6 separate regions of the Mus musculus genome follow, and all the other regions are linked to region 6. A link is a contact called in public Hi-C, HiChIP or PLAC-seq and promoter capture Hi-C data. All regions are on one chromosome and are shown on one strand. Each heading gives the region's core, a stretch centred on a gene start, on an enhancer-like site or on the middle of the called end of the contact. The rest is flanking DNA. Distances are from core to core; before and after follow the strand shown. Region 1 has its middle 27 kb from the start of Gm39826. Region 2 has its middle 100 kb from the start of Fam114a2. Region 3 overlaps Gria1 (glutamate receptor, ionotropic, AMPA1 (alpha 1)). Region 4 has its middle 51 kb from the start of Fam114a2. Region 5 overlaps Gm46261 (a long non-coding RNA gene). Region 6 holds the start of Gria1 (glutamate receptor, ionotropic, AMPA1 (alpha 1)).

Region 1 (2,700 bases), core at 69-2,568, 260 kb after region 6:
AACTGTACCTTTCAACTAGCAGCAGCAAAACCAGAAACAAAATTCTGAGTAGTTAATAAAAGAGAGAGGAAAATGCTATTGGCTCCAGAAAGACATCTTTCAGAGAGCCAAGGGATAGAGAAAGGATGGAAGGACTGAGCAAAGGAAAAAAAATATTATGAGTGGCATCTGAAAATCAAACTGTAAAGGTGCTAAGGAAAGTGAAGGCCATGCCAGAGGCTCCACTTTTGGGCAAAAACATGTCCGTTATTCACATCTCTCTGCTCAGAGCACAATGCTGACCTTTCAATCCCATTGCTTGATTCTTTCACCAAGAGATCAATTTTCAATCTGATCAAGTTTACTTCTTCTTTTCTTTTGTGTGCATGTGGTGTTTATGCGTGTGTGGAAGTGTGTATATGTACGTATTGTGTGTGTGCGTGTGTGCGCGCGCGTGTGTGTGTTTGTAGTGTGTGTGTTTGTGAAGGTGTCTATAGAGGCCATCAGAACAGGAGTTAGCGCGCGTGTGTGTGTTTGTAGTGTGTGTGTTTGTGAAGGTGTCTATAGAGGCCATCAGAACAGGAGTTAGAGACTGTTGGTTGTGAGCACCAAACTCAGTAGTCTGGAAAGACCAACATTATTTGGAAATAAATAAGTAAGTAAATAAAAACTAAACCCTCAAAAATGTGTTACTCTAATTCCAGGAGGCTTTGCAGGACATAGTACACAGGTGTTGTTGTTGTTGTTGTTATTGTTGTTGTTGTTGATGATGATGATGATGATGATGATCAAGTGAAGTGGAGGCACAGAGAAGTGACCGCCTTGTTCACTTACTGAGGTCTTCCCTGTAATGTAAATGAGAAACCCCAGAGAGTTGGAAGCTGCCTCTCTCATTCATCCTTCGGTGACATCACAAGACAAGCTGGTAACTTTTGGTTTGATGGGATGACATAATTGTGCTTTATTTTTACAAAGCCCTTCCTTCCTGAGACTGACATAAGACATATTCATGGATGAAATGATAGATATTCGATACATCTTGACTTCTAAAGAAGATGAAGTAGGGAAAATAAGTAAAAGAAGATGGGCCGTGAATTGCAAAATGTTAATGCTTTGTAATAGATATAAAAGAGTTCATAACACTGTTCTATTTTTGTATGTATTTGAAGCTTTTCATCACATAAAAATTGGTAAAAATTTATGTAGCTAAAACCAGAACCCAACTCTCAAAGTGGTCAGCTGACAATGTCTAACTGAATTGGAAGGAAGCACGGGCCGCCTGTGTCCCATGTTGGAGGACACCCCCATCTTCCCTAACAAAGGCAGCATGCTACCAGGGCCCTGCGTTCCCCTGTTTGGTTCTTTCTGCATTTCTAGACATTCATTCAGCTCCAAGTCACACAGCTGCTGATATTGTAAAAATGTTGCTAAGCAACATGTTAATGGGGAGAAAACACTCCTTAAAACATTAGGGGTTTTGTCTTTTAAAATGTACCAGTTCAGCATATCATACCTCCCACAGCTCAATTTAACAGGAGGAAAAATACCAACTCTCTGAATGTAATTCCTTTTCTTCCATCTTCCTGACTGGATCCAAATCTAATAAGAGTAAGAAATGCACCATGGTGATGACCCAAAATCACCCACATCCCTGTGGTCATTTGGTGGTTTGCATGTAGAACAGCAGTTCCCTAGGAACTAAGACCTAGGATGGGGCTTGGTGAGGACAATGAGACCAGGAAGAGGAGTAAGGTGAGAGATGCTTTCATTTTCTCCCCTGTACTTTTGTCCAGAGCATAAGAGCCTGCTGTAGCTTTCAAGGCTCTAGAACTTGGATGGGTCGAGTCACCTATTAAGCCTCAGTTTCTTTTCTAGTAACTCAGAATATTTGACTGAATATTCATGGAGAGAGAGAGAGAAAGAGAGAGAGAGAGAGAGAGAGAGAGAGAGAGAGAGAGAGAGAGAACATGTGATCATGTGTAGATACATCTCTCTGTGTGGGTACATATACTAGTGTGTATGTGAGATGGGAGCCAGAGGTCTACCTTGGGTGTCACTCCTCAAGAGCTGTCCCCTTGTTTTGTGAGACAGGTTCTATCACTATCCTGGAACTTGATAGTTAGGCTGAATTACATAGACAGGAAACCTTAAAGATCCAGCTTCCCCACCCCTAATGCTGGGACTAAGGGTGCATCACTAATCCAGGCTTTTTCAAATGAGATTTGAATATCGAACACAGATCTCATGCTTGTCCAGCAAGGACTTTACTAACTGAGCCATCTCCCCAGACCCTGAAAGGCATTCCTAATTCCAAGAGTTATGTCTACAAGGGATCCCACAAGGTCAGAGCATTCTTGTGTGCTTTCTTTGGGTAGCATGGGGGGTGGTTAGCTTCTGCTTTCTGAGGCCTGGGGAGGATGCTTGAGCATTTGACAGGTGCCCAGGTGCTGTTTTGATGGACAGGAGGAAGAGACAGGTACAAGGCTCTCCAAGCCAAATGAGCAGAACAATGAGCAGACTCTGACCCAGGAGACTGACACAGCCGTCATTCAGAGGCAAGCTTCTGTGGCAAGGCCCGGGGCTCAGAACTTGGTGGTGTGTGCGCTCTAGGTGTGAAGCTTCCAGCTCTCACCTCTGAGTGTGAAGTGTGGGCAGTTTTGAGAAGACAGAATGAGATAATGTTGTGCTCCTAAGTAAGGGTGACCTTAGCTTAGAACCCAG
Region 2 (2,700 bases), core at 58-2,557, 400 kb before region 6:
GACTGCCCGTGGCCTATAAGGTGAACACATTCGTGAGCCAAGCCTCCTTGCAATTTGAAGACACCACAGCTCTTCCGAGGTGGCGCTGGAGGCTGGACCCCATTTTACGTCACGGCCAGAAAGATTCAAGTCTTTTACATGCATTTATCTATTTATGTGCACATCTGTGGTGAGAAAGTGCCAAGGAAGGCCGTCTGAATGCCAGGGCCCCCAACGGCTGGCCTTACCAGACACAGGAGGGCTCCGTGGTGGGCTCACACACTCACTAACTCTTCAGCAAATCAGTCCTCCATCACTTAGCTCACAGAGAGACCCTGGGTGGACCTAGTGCCCTTCCTTAAGTCTCTGTGGAAGGATTAGAACAGGTGATAGTCAAAGGTTCTGCCTCTAATCTAGACTTCAGGAAGATGAAAACTAAGGCAGGAGGATAGCTACGTTGTAGCCACTCTGAGCTACCTAGTATTTTGCAAAGAAAGGAAAAAAAAAGAAAGGAAAAAGGAAAGAGAGAAAAGAGGTCGTCGGGATAGCTCAGTGGTTTAGTTATTTGTCGCTAAGCCTGACAGCCCAAGTTCAGAGCCTAAAGCCCAGTGGCAGGTACAAGGGGAGAACAGCCTCTGGAAAGTGCCTTCTGCCTTCTACCCATGTACCGTGGCTTGTGCTGACACACACACACACACACACACACACACACACACACACACACACACACACACACACTCAGTAAATATACAGAAGAATAAGGAAGGGAAGGTATAACTGAGACAGCGTGCTGAGCTTCCAGAGGCTTCTGCACCAGCATAAAAGCAGCTCCTTTGTACTTGCCGATCGCCCATGCTCTAAATCCAGGAGCAGAGGAGTTGGAGCCTGCAGCAAGCTGCCCCTGAGAATGTCCCTGACCCTGCACTGAACACCGCAAGTCCAGAGGACTTCTCAGGCCCGGCAGTCTTGCCTGAGGACCTTGCTTCTTGTTTTGGTGGTATCTTCAGAAGGGGGATGGCAGTGTGGGACAGATCTTGGAGGTTGTCACAGTCCTGGTCAGTAGTTTTAATGTTTGTCCTCTCTCCCTGTTTTCTATTTGTTCTGTGATGACCCGAGCTTATTAAGGCAGTGGGTGGGTTTTCCACAGGCTGGTCTCAGAGGTCCTGAGGAGGGATTTTAATTGCCTGACTCCACATTGAGGGTGTTAACATTTATTAATGTCAGCTCTACTGATTGCCTTTTAACAAGGCAGCCACTGTGTGCAGGAGATAACGCTAGGTTCAGTCCTGTGGGGCCTCAGAGGCTGCTTAGAATAATCCGGTCCAGGGAAACAGAAAGGCTGCCAGTGCGGTGGGGGATGGAGATGCAGGCTGGGCTCTGGACTGGTTGTATGTGGGTGGCTGTACCGATGGAGATCCGGCATGATGATTAACTGAGGAGAACTTCAGTGATGTGTAAAGATTGGAATGTTGCAAGTCCACGGCCTAATTATCTAGCCACATCTCTAACCAAGAGCCACTTTTTGCTCACCTTTGCAGGTGAGCGAACATCTTTGCGGCCACTAGGTAACACCAACCAAAAGGCTATCTAATAGCATCCGCTATCGCTTTCCTGCTTTGCTGTAGCCCGTCCACCAGATGATCCCTCCAAAGCATTTGAAAAGTGTTTTGATTTATGACTTTTCATGACTTTCTTTGTTCTGTTCTATAAGAACTTCATCAAACAGTTACTATGTTAGAATGTAGCATTTGGGGCAAACTCGGGTCTGTGTTCCCTGAGTGTGGTCACTCCTATTTGGTTCAAGAACAAATTATCTCTTATTCCTTTCAGGCTAAGAGCTGTTCTTTTGTGTTCAGAAAACCAGATGGGAGTTAGGCTCCTGCCTCAGGCTTTTCAACTGTGTCCTTGTTATTACAGAGTGGTGAGGGAAAAAAAATCTCTCTAAAACAAACAACCTTGCCTCAAGTATCTTGTTATAGTAACAAAAATAACAAAAGACCATTATAGACTTGAGTCTTTCTTGTTCTTGCCTGGACTTTGTGTATGGACACTGAGTTGGTTGTCATATCAAGTTCAAGCTCCTTGGCCCAGGGGCCTGAACCTCCGTGCCCCCAGGAGCTGAGCCCACCTTTCCTATCTTTCAAGTTGTCTCTGGCCTTCTCAGTTCAGCTAGCACAACCGCCTCTGATTTCCCAATTCCTTTCAAGAGTCAGCCCTGGCTACCCCTTTTCTCTAGCACCTTCCCCAACTTCCTGAGTAGCTCATTCTTGCTGTCTCCTGTCCCTCTGGTCACTCTGGCTCAGGATTTTCGTGTTTCCAGATACCTGTTCTAAGGACAAAAAATACCCCTTTGGTAGGAAATATTGGGAGAAAGAGACAGACAATCATGGGAAAGTAACAGATGCGGTAAGGCTGTGGCATGCCACAGGCTACTGGCAGTGCTGGATTTGCTGAGACAGCTACTGTTGCTGTGATAAAATACCATGGCCAAAGCAACCTGTGGAGAAAAAAAAATTATTTTGGCTCATGTTTAGAGTCCAGCATGGTAGGGAAGGCATAGTATAGTTACAGAAACAGGAAGGTGGCTGATCATATTTTCATCCATACATAGGAAGCAGAGAAGGAGGAACAGGAAGTGGGTCCAAGCTATAAGTCCTTAAAGCCCACCCCCAGTGATACACTTCCTCCGGCGAGGTTCTGCCTCCTTAAGGTTCCATAACC
Region 3 (2,700 bases), core at 140-2,639, 260 kb before region 6:
AAATTTATTTTTGTGAGACTATTTCACATGAGATTTACTTGTGGAACACAATTTTAAGTGTGCAATATATCGACATTGCTTGTTTATATGAGGTTGTAAAAAGGAGCTCATAGCTTATCCATCTGGCTTGACTGGAAGTCGACACCCAGTGATGACACCTGGGATGGAGAGATAGCTCAGCAGTTAAGAACGCTTACTGTTTTTCCAGAGGAAAGGGTTTTAGTTCCCAGCACCCACATGACACAGGGCAGTTCACAACCATCAGTAGGTATGCATGTTGGTCACAGACATTCACACAGGCAAAACACTCATACACAGAAAATAAAAAGAATAAATGTAAACCAGAATATATCTACACATTTCTTTTTCACTCCACATGAATGTCCATGATGGTTAATCACAATTGTTAACTTGATTGGCTCTAGAATCACTTGGAAGATGAGCTGGGCATATGGCGATGTCCTTAGGAGATTATCTGATTAGTTTAATTTAGGTGGGAAGTACCCATCATGAGTAGCTCCCTTCCCTGTGCTAGAATCCTGGACAATATCAAAAGGAGAAGCTGAATTAAACATTAGCATTCAGTGCTTTCTGCTTTCTGATTGTGGAAGCAGTGTGACCAGATACCTCTGTAACTTCCCCACCATGATTGAATTGAACCTCAATGGGCCCAAATCAACTATTTCTCCTGTGAATTCTGCCAAGGTATTTTATTGTAGTAATAGGGAAAACAGCCAAGACACTGACATTCATTCCTCCAGTCTGTGAATTTGACTTTTCCAAAGATATTATTTGATATTTGCACTTTGCCTGGTTTAATTTCATTTGGCAATGTCCCCAGGGTTCCCCCTTGATGCCACAGAGACTTTTGAAGGCTAAAAGGCACTCCTGTGAGCATGCAGACAAGATGTGCTTATCCACTCATTGATCAATGTACGTTTTGGTTATTCCCACATCTTAGCTATTACAGTTGGTGTTACAGTAGACATAGAGGTTCGGGCATCTCTCCAGTTCCTGAGAATACTCTGGGATAAGTACCGAGCACTGGATTGCTGCCTTGCACGGCAGTTCTCTGAGTTCGTGACGACTCTTTATACTTGTCTCCATAGGCTCTGTGTCACTGTTCGTTCTCACTAAGTCTACAAGAATGCCATGTTCCTCACTGTCTGCACAGAACATGCCTTTCGGTACACTTCCTACTCTTGTCAAGTGTCTGTGATGGGTGGGTGCATTGGGGAACTTAGAGAAGCCCACATCTGAAACATTCCCTGCTTCCCAGCTGATCTTCTGTCTTTCCGAATCTTCCTCTATTGCATGCTGCTGCCTGCCTGATTCTGCTAACAGCCTGGCATGTAGCAAGCTCTGTTCAGTCCCACACTGGTGCTTTCAGTCTGTGCTACGCCTAGGTCTGCTTCCAGCCCTCCGTTCCACCTCCTCCCCATCTGTGACTACCCTCTCTGCACTGCACAAGTAGATCCCAAGTAACTAGAAAAAGAATGGATTCTTTTAAGTTTGACTCCTCTGAAGTTCCTAAGGTTAGGCACTCAGCAAATATTTTTGGGTTTGCACACAAAACTGAAAACTGCAGGTGCCAAACTCTCTCTGCTTATATTCCACATGCATTCCCCAAACAGCAGTGTCATTAGGAATTGGCATGGTTTGCTAGTTTATTACAGGCAGCATTAGCTCACTATTAGTATATTTACATTTGTGTTTATATAACGTGTGTGTGTGTGTGTGTGTGTGTATGTGTGTGTGCATGTGTATACATATTTGTCTATGTGTGTAGAGGCAAGTTGCTTCCCACCTTGAGTTTGGAGACAGCGTTTCTCCCTGTACCTTGAATTGACCAACCGCCCTGGCTGGCCAGGAAGCCCACTAGGATCCTCCTGAACAATCCCCCTAGCCTCCCATCAGGAAGGTTAAAAACATCATCAACAATATGCTTTACACATCACTTTGAAAATGAGCAAAGTAATTTCATTGACTGTTTTTCTTTTTTCTTTGAGAACATCCTCCTTCTCTACATGACTAACACTAAACTGAAAGTTGTAATTAGCAGTCAGGAAAGCATACGCTTTTAAAGTGATAGCAGATTAGATAGGGCTTTTCTAGAGATGTCATAAAACTTCTTCCCTTGAGGGTGGACATGGGTCTCACTGGTTGGTTATTGATACGGAAGTAATGCCATTGGGAAGGAAGTTATAGTTCAAGGTCCTTCCTGGCCTCAGGTTTTAAGCGAGCCACTTGCCATTGCTGCATGTATAAACTGACCAAGTTGAGTCTCCAAGTAGCCTGCCTAGTAGCTAATGCTTTGGGTTTTGTGAACAACCCCAAAGCTGAACTTGGCTGGAGTAGGATCCCAACCTGTCTTTAGCCACAGGGGTTCAGGGGTCAACGGCTGGGCAGATTCGTTGCTGGCATTGATGTTGCTGACATTGACATTGCTCAACCGTTGGTTATCAAGGGCCCTCAACACTGAGCGATAGCAATCATTTATCTCTGCTTCCTGACCATAGATGCAAGGTAACCAGATGTCCCGAATTCCTTCCATCACAACCATGAGGGACTGTACCCTCAAACAGTGAGCCCAAACAACCCCCCCCCCCGCTTTGCTTTTTTGGAGGGTCAGATAATTTGTCACACAAATGAGGAAAGCAACTAAGACTAAGACACTGGAGGATAATGAGCGGCCAGACT
Region 4 (2,700 bases), core at 145-2,644, 460 kb before region 6:
GTGAACCCTGATGGGCACGAGAAATCACGTGGGAATGAGGTCTTTGTCACAGTGCAGATGCCAGTGACATACTCAGAAGGGCCTAAGCACCTGCTTCTGTGACAAGCACCCAGGAGTGATGATGTAGTCAGCGTGGGGACTCCATACTGAGGTTCACCTTGAAGATCAGTGGGTGTGACGGGAGAGACACTTTCATGGATCTCACAATTTAGTCATGGATTTAATGTTCATTCTTACTCCCAAACGAGGCAGTATTATTTGTTTTTTTTTTTTAAAAGGCCTTGTTTTTAATTGTATAAATGCACTTATATCTATAGGTGATATATGCATATTGAGTGCAATACCTGCAAAAATCAGAAGAGGGCGCCAGATTCTGTGTCCATGGTGTTACAGGGAATTGTGAGAGCCCTGATGTGGGTGCTGGGATCCGAACTAGGATCCTCAAACACTCTCAATCTTTGACATGCTCCTAACATTTCTCCAGCCCCTTGTCTTTTATTTTATATGAGCCCACAACCAAGACTTTGGAGATTTAAATAGACTTTTGTAGCAATGGAAGTTTTAAAGACTTGGGGGTGGGGGATTTTTTGGAATTGAATTGTATTTTATATTATGATTTTAACATGTTACTTTGGGGACAAGGGATGGAAAGTTATGGCTTAAAGTGACATGCTTGTGGGTCAAGTTGACAAAGGACAGATCATGCTGGTTAGTTTTTAACTGGTAACTTGACACAAAGTGGAGTCACCTGGGAAGAGAGTTTTAATGACTCTTATCTAGATGTTGACCTGTGGGCACGTCTCTGGGGACTGCCTAGATCATCTGATATAGGAAGACACAGTCTGTTGTGGGCGGCACCATTCCCTAAGCAGAGCAATCAAGCAAGGATCTGTGTGTTTATTCTCTCCCGCTCTCAACTGTGGGCGTAGTGCTTAAAGTTCCTGTCTTAACTTCCTCACAATAATTTAACCTGGAATCTTAAGCCAAATGAATTTTTTTTTGTCCCTAAGGTGCTTTTTATTGAATGTTTTATTACAACAGAAACAAAACTAGAATAGAAGTTTCCTGGACCAGAAAATGGTGGCCTGGGAAGCTAAGCAGTGTGCAACTGATATGTTTAAAAGTAGGGACATGAACCAGGGTTTCATACCTCTAGAATCCCAGTACATCCCTAAGCCTTTCCGTTGATCACACCCCCATCTCTGGGGCTCCGGTCTGTGTCCAGTCTTCTGGGATTAAAGGTTTATTTTTTTATCCGGGCCAGCTGGGAAGGCACCTTCTTGCAAAGCTCCTTTCTGGCCAGCAGGTGGCAGTGCTGCCCCAAGGATATGGCCTAGACGGCTAGCTAGAGCTGCTCCTAGTATCTTTTGTCTGCACAGGGGTCCGCTCTCCTCTCCGGAGCCTTCAATGTGCCTGCTGAGCTGGGGCTGCTCATTTCCTTTCTCTCCTGGCTGTAATGCCTCATAACTTCGGATCCTTAGAGCCATTTACGATAGATTCAGATGCAGCCTGCAGCTAGAGTTTCTAAGCACAATGCTTTTCTGAGTTAGGTGCGGTCCTCTTGCCTATCTGCTCAGAAGAGGAACCTTGGGGCTTCCAGAGGCTCGAGAGGTCATGGAACAGGGGAATGCCAAGGAGCAGGGGAAGAGGCAGAGCCTGGTAGGAGCCTAGCAGTTGTGGCGCTGGAATCCATAGATGGGAGGGATTCATTCTGAGGAAGTCGAGGCAGAGCCGGAAGGGGACCAGGGCTTGTAACTCTGGACCTTGTATAACTTGTTATCACCAGGGTCTGTGATAGGAAGTCCCCGCCTCCTTCCTACACCCCCCAGGTACTGGTTCCCCACAGAATGACTGACTCTTAAGTGTTGTGTTCAGCTCAGATATGGCTGTGCAAATCTTGCCCAGCCTGGCGTTCTGCTGGGACCAGAGACTTCCTTCTTCATGATGGAACTCTGTCACAACGCATGGTGACTCCTCGTGATAAGGGAGAAGTGGGGTGCCTTTAAGTAACACGAAGCCTTCCTTTCTCTGGGGGCAGCGGCGGCGGGGGGCGGGGGGGGGTTAAACCCAGTAGATGGGATACTAGGTGCTCAGTTACACAAAACCGCCACTTGGTCGATGGCCTCAGGGTTCCTGTCTCTCAAATTCGAAGAACGAAATTCATGGAGAAATGCTGAGTTTAGAAAGAGTCTTATTACGGATTCATGGGTAGGAACTTAAGAAAGGAGATGGAGTTACTTGACGGTAGGAGACCCGCACATGGGACACCATCCAGCTGATAGTCCAGTGCTGTTGCTTTTTTTGTTTTTGTTTTTAAATGTTTAATAGGATTTATGGCAGAGACTGGGTTAAGCCATGAAGAGGAGGATGAGCCGGTCACGTCAAGGTAATCGGGTGTCTGTTCTCTGCTTGGGGTGGTCAATTATCCATCATAGAAAGAGAAGAAAGAGATAACAGGACCAAGATGGCTACCCTCTGGCATTCCAGGCCTCCAGAAGACAGAACAGGACCAAGAAGAATGTTCGTGACTTCTGTCCAAAGACATAAATTAGGATAGTTTACTTTTGGGGTCCATGCCTTTGAAAACAATTTCCATCCTCTGACCTTATCCCTAGGAGGGACTGGCACAGATGGGTTCGGTTTGTACTTGTGACATGCATGTCTGAGCTACTTTGTCTCACCAGGCCTGGCACTAGATTT
Region 5 (2,700 bases), core at 72-2,571, 380 kb after region 6:
TAAGATCTCAGCTTTCCTGCTCCTGTTACCATGCCTACATCCCATGGCCATGTCTCTGAACCATGATAGACTCTGATACCCTGGAGTCATAAACCAAAACAATCTCTTCTTTCTGTAAGTTGCCTTGGTCATACGGTTTCATCACAGCAGCAGAAAATTAACTAAAAATTCTGCTACTCTCCTTCTTATCTATTGAGGCTTGGGGCCCATGTTAATGGTCCTGGGTACCTCCTGCTCAGTTGTTAAGAAGACACTGAAGGTTGTCCCCACAGAAAGTTTCTGCTTTGATCCACCTCCTGTCAAATGGCTAGTGCAGATTTATCTTCCCAGCATTTCAGAGCTCTTGTCTTCATAGAGAAAAATTAGGCTGCACTCCACAAATGCACAAAGCTGAACCCATTTCACTATTTCACTCCTCCTCATTCCCTAGACCAAATATTGCCATTTCCTCAATAGAACTACTTAATTTTTATTGTTTCAGATAAACAGCAGTGGATATAAGAGGTGCAGAAGTTTAAAAAGACATAATTCCTTAGGGAGTTTGTGTTTTAATAGAGAGATGGGCAATAAACGTATAAGTGTCAAGACAATGATCTCATTATTATTTTGAGAAGTATGATAAAGATGCTAACACAGTTCTGAAGGTCTAGAATGGTCAGCTTTGATACATGCTACTGAAAACATGATAGGGGTGGATTTGAGAACTGGAAATATAGCTCAGTGCTAGAGTACTTGACTATGGTGTATAAGGCCCTGTATTCAAGTTCAAGCACAAAAACCAAAATATGTATATGAGGTAAGAAGACTAAAGAGACACAATAATGTTGGATTAAGGCTTGAACTTGTAGGGATTAGAAAAAAGAGAGTACAGCTGGCCTTGGATTTTATGGTGATGGAGAAAAAGAAGTTAGAGTCACAAGGAAAGGCTCTGTTTGATAGCAGGCAGAGATTGAAAAGTAAATTCTTAAGATTCCTGATGTCCCATCAATGCTGCTAAAGGCCACCTGGGAATGGAAGGCTGATTACCTGAAAGACCAGTGGGGAGGAATCTGAGAAACAATTCATCACTGCAGCACAGCTTTGATGCTCTTCCCTGTCAGCTATGGGAACACAGTGAGCACACCATTCACTGGAGATTGAGGAATGCTATATTCCTAGACATTCTGTGCTAGTTATCCCAACGGGAGCAAGATTCCAAAAGCTGATCAAAAAGAAATGTGCATTTAAAAATATAGGGATAAACTGCATGAGCAGCTGGAGAGAAAGTTTGAGTTTCCATGGAAACCTCTCCTAAAATGTCTCCCTCCAGCAGTGGAGCCAACTTCCCAAATGCTGAGGAGGAGAAAGAGTGTATGGGCCAAGGGCCAAGTAAGTCCCCAATGGGCTATCACACAGGGTGCCACAAGGATGCCATCGTGAGAAGTCCATGATGGGGAAGGGTGTGTCTGTCTGACATTTCTCTCTTCAGGTGATTAGATGAGTAGAGATGAGGCAATAACCAGCACCAGGGGTCCAAGGCAAGGATGACCAAGGTGAAATTGCATTCAACAGCAAACTAAACTAGGCAGGCTGGGGAAACAGCTCAGTTGGCAACGTTCTTACAGTTGCTAGGAGCCATGTAAAAAGCTGAGCAAGGTATGTGTTTTTAATCCAAGAGTTGGAATAGCAGGCCTGGTAGGTCTCTGGAGCTTGCAGACCAGCAACTCCAGTCTGCATTAGCAAGTTCTGTATATTTTCTTTGAGACCCTGCCTCAAAACGAACAAACAAACAAACAAAACAGACAAGCTGAACAGCTCCTAAGGAACACCACTAGAGGTTGACTTCTGGCTTACACACACACACACACACACACACACACACAGATTGAGAGAGAGAGAGAGAGAGAGAGAGAGAGAGAGAGAGAGAGAGAGAGAGAGAGAGAGACAGAGAGAGAGACAGAGACAGAGAGACAGAGAGAGACAGAGAGAGACAGAGACAGACAGAGACAGACAGAGACAGAGACAGAGACAGAGACAGAGACAGAGGAATTAAAAGAGGAGCCATCCTTAGAGCTTTAAAAAGTACTGATATACGACTTGGTGTAAACAGTGTGCTTGGAGCCTATCTGGATTAAAGCCCTCCCTAACTCTTCATCGTCTTCTTTGGCATCATAAGATCACGTGTTCCCTCATGCTCAGTTTCCCTGTCCTCTCTGCATCATAAACATCAAGATGATTCTTTCGGAGGATTTGTTCTCCTTTCCCTGTTTTTCCTTTGCATAGGTACCTGTGTGTTTCTGACAGCTGTGTAGATGGCTCCTCCTCTTTCATCTGCCAGGACCATTACTTACTCTCTGGATCCCATGCCTTACTCTGTCTCTCCTACCCCTGATTATCTTTCTTCAGCCACCTGGTTAGCTCACCCAGACCATCTACTACATGCCACTTTTATTTATTGGTGGTCTGTTGACAGGCTTCCTGAGAACTTAAGCTCCTGGAGAGCCAAGGGAGCCAGCCTGTGCAGAGCCTCACATCTGAGAAAGGCAGCCAGAACAGGGAAAACACTCAAGTGGTGTTGAATGGATGGTCCTGGTTCCTGTGTTAGAGCCATTATTGAACTGACAATAGGACCCACACTTGACATAGGCTGTTATAATGACCTAGGAGATAGTCAACTGAACTTCACAGCATCAGGAAGAATTATTACAATCCACTAATAAC
Region 6 (2,700 bases), core at 168-2,667:
GTTGGGGGTGAGGAAGTAGCCTCTGTGTGTGTGTGTGTGTGTGTGTGTGTGTGTGTGTGTGTGTGTGTGTGTGTGTGTGTGTCTTGCTGGAGCACTACTGTCAGTGTCTGTGGACAGAGCACTCAAGAGGATGGGGAAAAGGTGAGAGAAAAGGCAGGCTAGGAAGTTCCAGGATCAGGGAATGAGGGGCACAGCCCAGCATGGCAGAAGGGAAAAGGAAGATAGCGAGGGGGTCCGTAGAGCTCTGGCTACTAAGTAAGGCCTGGGACTTCTCAGCAAATGCAATCAACCTAGCATCCACCACTGCTTCCTGAAGAGGGGTCTCTTACCCCTCCCCCAGCCAGACATCACTGTCATCCCCATCACTCCGGCTACATGTGCACATTTAATATATAATCACAACACACATACGCCCACCTTACATATTTATATAAATCAACCAGAACACCCCCCTAGTCAGAGTTAACTCCTTAAGCACTCTGAACCCTGTTTCAAGCGCAGTCTGCTTATATTTTTCCCTCTCTGGAACAGAGAAATGCTCCTCCATTTCAGGCACTCATGCCTGCTGCTTGGAGTGCGCGGTGTGTGTGCACCTGTGTGTGTGCGCGCACACACACGAGAGAGAGAGAGAGAGAGAGAGAGAGAGAGAGAGAGAGAGAGAGAGAGAGAGAGAGAGAGAACACACTTCCACGGTGCCCCTCGCAGCATCAGATGAGGATGAAACCCCCTTTCCCAGACTGGCGACCCAAGTCTTCCTCCCTTCCTGGTGTTCCATTGCTAAGCACAACAGCTCCGACTGAGAATGGGTTGAGAAATCTCCCCTCCAAATAAAAAAAAAGAAAAAAGAAAAAGAAAAAAACGAAAAAGAAAATCCTGGCCAGATCCCCAAAGTCCCTCCCCAGCTGCCCCTCTCACTCACCTATCTGGATATTGTTGGGGAAATTGGCACCCACAACCGCACCTAGAAAACCGGTGCAGAAAAAGGCAAAGATGTACGGCATATTCCTTTTTACATTGGCGAAAAAGAAGCCCTGGTCCAACCATAGATTTGGTCTTCCCTCCCCTCCCTTTGATTCTTCTGGATGCTCTGCCGGCTCTTTTCTTCCTGCAATTCCTTGCTTGCTTCTTTCCTTCCTCCCTTCCTTCTGTGAGGTTTCTCTTGTTTCTCTTGGAAGGGGAGCCGAGCAGTTAAACTGCAGCGTTAACACCGACTGACAGCCAGATTAACTGAGCCGGGAGCAGCCCGTCCTCATGCTTGGAGCGCTAGCTCGCTCCCCCTCTCCCTCTGCTCTCCTCCTCTTCTCTAGCAGCCAGCCTCTCTCACCCTCCCGTTCTCTCTCTCTCTCTCTCTCTCTCTCTCTCTCTCTCTCTCTCTCTCTCTCTCTCTCTCTCTCTCTCTCTCTCTCTCTCTCTCCTCCTCTCCTCTCCTCTCCCCCTCACACTCTCACAGACTGCCAGCTCACTATGCTGATACCCAGGAGCCAGCTCGGAGTTCCTGCATTGGTCTCCCCAACCCATCACCCCTGCCTCTCCATCCTCACCTCACTTTTCCCCCTGTGGGTGCAGAGGATGGAGGGGAAGAAGGAGGGAGGGTGGAGGGTGCTTTCTCCAAAGGGGGCAACCCACTGTCCCCTTCACCTCCCCCACCTTCCTCTGCCTCTCTCTCTCTCTCTCTCTCTCTCTCTCTCTCTCTCTCTCTCTCTCTCTCCCTCCCCCTGCCAGGGGATAAGATGCTTTTGGGAATGCGGGTTCAATTGCAAGTCAGTAGGTGGCAGGGGGTCCCCACAATAGCCCTGGATTCACCAGCTGCTTGATCTAGGTCACTTTCTCTAGTAGTGCACGCACGGGTTGCGCTGGATATATCTTCTACACTCCACTGGCCCAATTATTCCTACAACTAATTCCCAAGGGGGAGACCCTAGAAATCCCTCTCCAGAAATTTAAAGGAAAGACTGTGAGAAAGGCATACAACAGTAGCTTCGGTGTGACTGGCCTGTGCTTGGACCTGGATGCTAGCAGCCCCTTCCATCTTTAGGAGAGGCACGGTGGCCTTTTTGCAACCATAGGTATTTGAACTTGTCCTCCCCCCTCCCCTTTTTTTTTCTTGCAGGGTGCAGGAATCTATAACAGCAGAGTTGTGTGGGTGGGTGAACAAGAAGATTCAGGGTACGCACACAGGGCAATTACATGAGTCATTTTGCGCTGATTCCAGTCGGAGGATGCAGGCTGCCTTCACTTATAACTCAGATTGTTTGTGTCCAGGAGAAGCTGGGCCTCTGTGGACCCTGCTGGACTGCAGCTGGCTCGGAGATACCCAAGAGAGATGTGTGCACAGAATGATGGCATGGGCTGTGGGGCAGCCATTGATAACAGCTAGGGCTATCTTCCTGGAGTCATCCGTCTGTCCTCCCACTCAGAAATGACCATGGCTCCTGGGATTCACTCATGAAGACACCCAGTGAGGCCTTGAACTTTTAAATATTGTTGCTATATTTTTAAGTGTGTGTGTGTGTGTGTGTGTGTGTGTGTGTGTGTGTGTGAATGCCATGACGTTTGAGTGGAGGTGAGAGGACAACTTGTGGGATTTGCTTCTCCTACCATGTGGGACCAGGGATTGAACCCCGGCCATCAGGCTTAGCAGCAGGTGTCTTTACTGGGCTCAGCCATCTCACTGGCCCTGGCCTTGTGGACTTAAAGGCT

The links. Promoter capture Hi-C pulls out the DNA fragments that hold promoters and counts their contacts. A called contact is a pair of places that touch in the nucleus more often than the background predicts. HiChIP or PLAC-seq counts read pairs in DNA pulled down with a chosen protein or histone mark.
Region 1: a contact with region 6 is called in a promoter capture Hi-C map of hippocampal neurons, with 6 times the contacts expected there. The contact joins the enhancer-like site here to the promoter of Gria1 in region 6. A contact is called at or near these places in 1 of 39 promoter capture datasets (hippocampal neurons), 5 of 484 Hi-C or Micro-C datasets (cerebral cortex, cortical neurons, embryonic fibroblasts and 2 more), 3 of 115 datasets of contacts at active chromatin or transcription factors (forebrain, heart atrium and neural progenitor cells) and 1 of 9 other capture datasets (adipose tissue).
Region 2: a contact with region 6 is called in an H3K4me3 HiChIP or PLAC-seq map of forebrain, with 5 times the contacts expected there. The contact joins the enhancer-like site here to the promoter of Gria1 in region 6. A contact is called at or near these places in 3 of 39 promoter capture datasets (cranial neural crest, embryonic stem cells and hippocampal neurons), 3 of 484 Hi-C or Micro-C datasets (cerebral cortex, hippocampal excitatory neurons and ventral hippocampal neurons) and 2 of 115 datasets of contacts at active chromatin or transcription factors (embryonic hindbrain and forebrain).
Region 3: a contact with region 6 is called in a Hi-C map of cerebral cortex, with 3 times the contacts expected there. The contact joins the enhancer-like site here to the promoter of Gria1 in region 6. A contact is called at or near these places in 6 of 39 promoter capture datasets (the 3T3-L1 cell line, cranial neural crest, embryonic stem cells and 2 more), 3 of 484 Hi-C or Micro-C datasets (cerebral cortex, forebrain and nephron progenitors), 1 of 115 datasets of contacts at active chromatin or transcription factors (forebrain) and 3 of 9 other capture datasets (adipose tissue, liver and pancreatic islet).
Region 4: a contact with region 6 is called in an H3K4me3 HiChIP or PLAC-seq map of forebrain, with 9 times the contacts expected there. The contact joins the enhancer-like site here to the promoter of Gria1 in region 6. A contact is called at or near these places in 7 of 39 promoter capture datasets (the 3T3-L1 cell line, cranial neural crest, embryonic stem cells and 3 more), 1 of 15 datasets of contacts at CTCF or cohesin (the NIH/3T3 cell line), 40 of 484 Hi-C or Micro-C datasets (the AML12 cell line, LSK cells, MC3T3-E1-derived osteoblasts and 23 more), 7 of 115 datasets of contacts at active chromatin or transcription factors (PVALB interneurons, VIP interneurons, astrocytes and 4 more) and 1 of 9 other capture datasets (liver).
Region 5: a contact with region 6 is called in an H3K27ac HiChIP or PLAC-seq map of SST interneurons, with 4 times the contacts expected there. The contact joins the enhancer-like site here to the promoter of Gria1 in region 6. A contact is called at or near these places in 2 of 39 promoter capture datasets (embryonic stem cells and hippocampal neurons), 5 of 484 Hi-C or Micro-C datasets (cerebral cortex, cortical neurons and forebrain) and 3 of 115 datasets of contacts at active chromatin or transcription factors (SST interneurons, forebrain and neural progenitor cells).

What each region holds. Positions count from the first base shown.
Region 1 is chr11:56,752,604-56,755,303 of GRCm38.p6, reverse strand. No RefSeq gene overlaps it. Among named protein-coding and RNA genes, the nearest start is that of Gm39826, 27 kb to the right of the region's middle. Within about 2 kb of position 1,318, at least 27 of the 459 cell types and tissues checked have an H3K27ac peak or open chromatin away from gene starts, as enhancers often do. A contact at or near this core is called in cerebral cortex, cortical neurons, forebrain and 3 more, where this site is marked.
Region 2 is chr11:57,413,523-57,416,222 of GRCm38.p6, reverse strand. No RefSeq gene overlaps it. Among named protein-coding and RNA genes, the nearest start is that of Fam114a2, 100 kb to the left of the region's middle. Within about 2 kb of position 1,307, at least 11 of the 459 cell types and tissues checked have an H3K27ac peak or open chromatin away from gene starts, as enhancers often do. A contact at or near this core is called in forebrain, hippocampal neurons and ventral hippocampal neurons, where this site is marked.
Region 3 is chr11:57,270,445-57,273,144 of GRCm38.p6, reverse strand. All of the region lies in intron 11 of Gria1 (glutamate receptor, ionotropic, AMPA1 (alpha 1)), which reads right to left. Among named protein-coding and RNA genes, the nearest start is that of Fam114a2, 250 kb to the left of the region's middle. Within about 2 kb of position 1,389, at least 18 of the 459 cell types and tissues checked have an H3K27ac peak or open chromatin away from gene starts, as enhancers often do. A contact at or near this core is called in cerebral cortex, where this site is marked.
Region 4 is chr11:57,466,570-57,469,269 of GRCm38.p6, reverse strand. No RefSeq gene overlaps it. Among named protein-coding and RNA genes, the nearest start is that of Fam114a2, 51 kb to the left of the region's middle. Within about 2 kb of position 1,394, at least 29 of the 459 cell types and tissues checked have an H3K27ac peak or open chromatin away from gene starts, as enhancers often do. A contact at or near this core is called in brain, cortical neurons, embryonic basal ganglia and 1 more, where this site is marked.
Region 5 is chr11:56,632,247-56,634,946 of GRCm38.p6, reverse strand. All of the region lies in intron 5 of Gm46261 (a long non-coding RNA gene), which reads left to right. Among named protein-coding and RNA genes, the nearest start is that of Gm32649, 10 kb to the right of the region's middle. Within about 2 kb of position 1,321, at least 1 of the 459 cell types and tissues checked has an H3K27ac peak or open chromatin away from gene starts, as enhancers often do. A contact at or near this core is called in SST interneurons, where this site is marked.
Region 6 is chr11:57,010,335-57,013,034 of GRCm38.p6, reverse strand. Gria1 (glutamate receptor, ionotropic, AMPA1 (alpha 1)) reads right to left here and starts at 1,417. Exons shown (of 16, transcript NM_001113325.2): 1 at 920-1,417. The coding sequence starts at 1,001.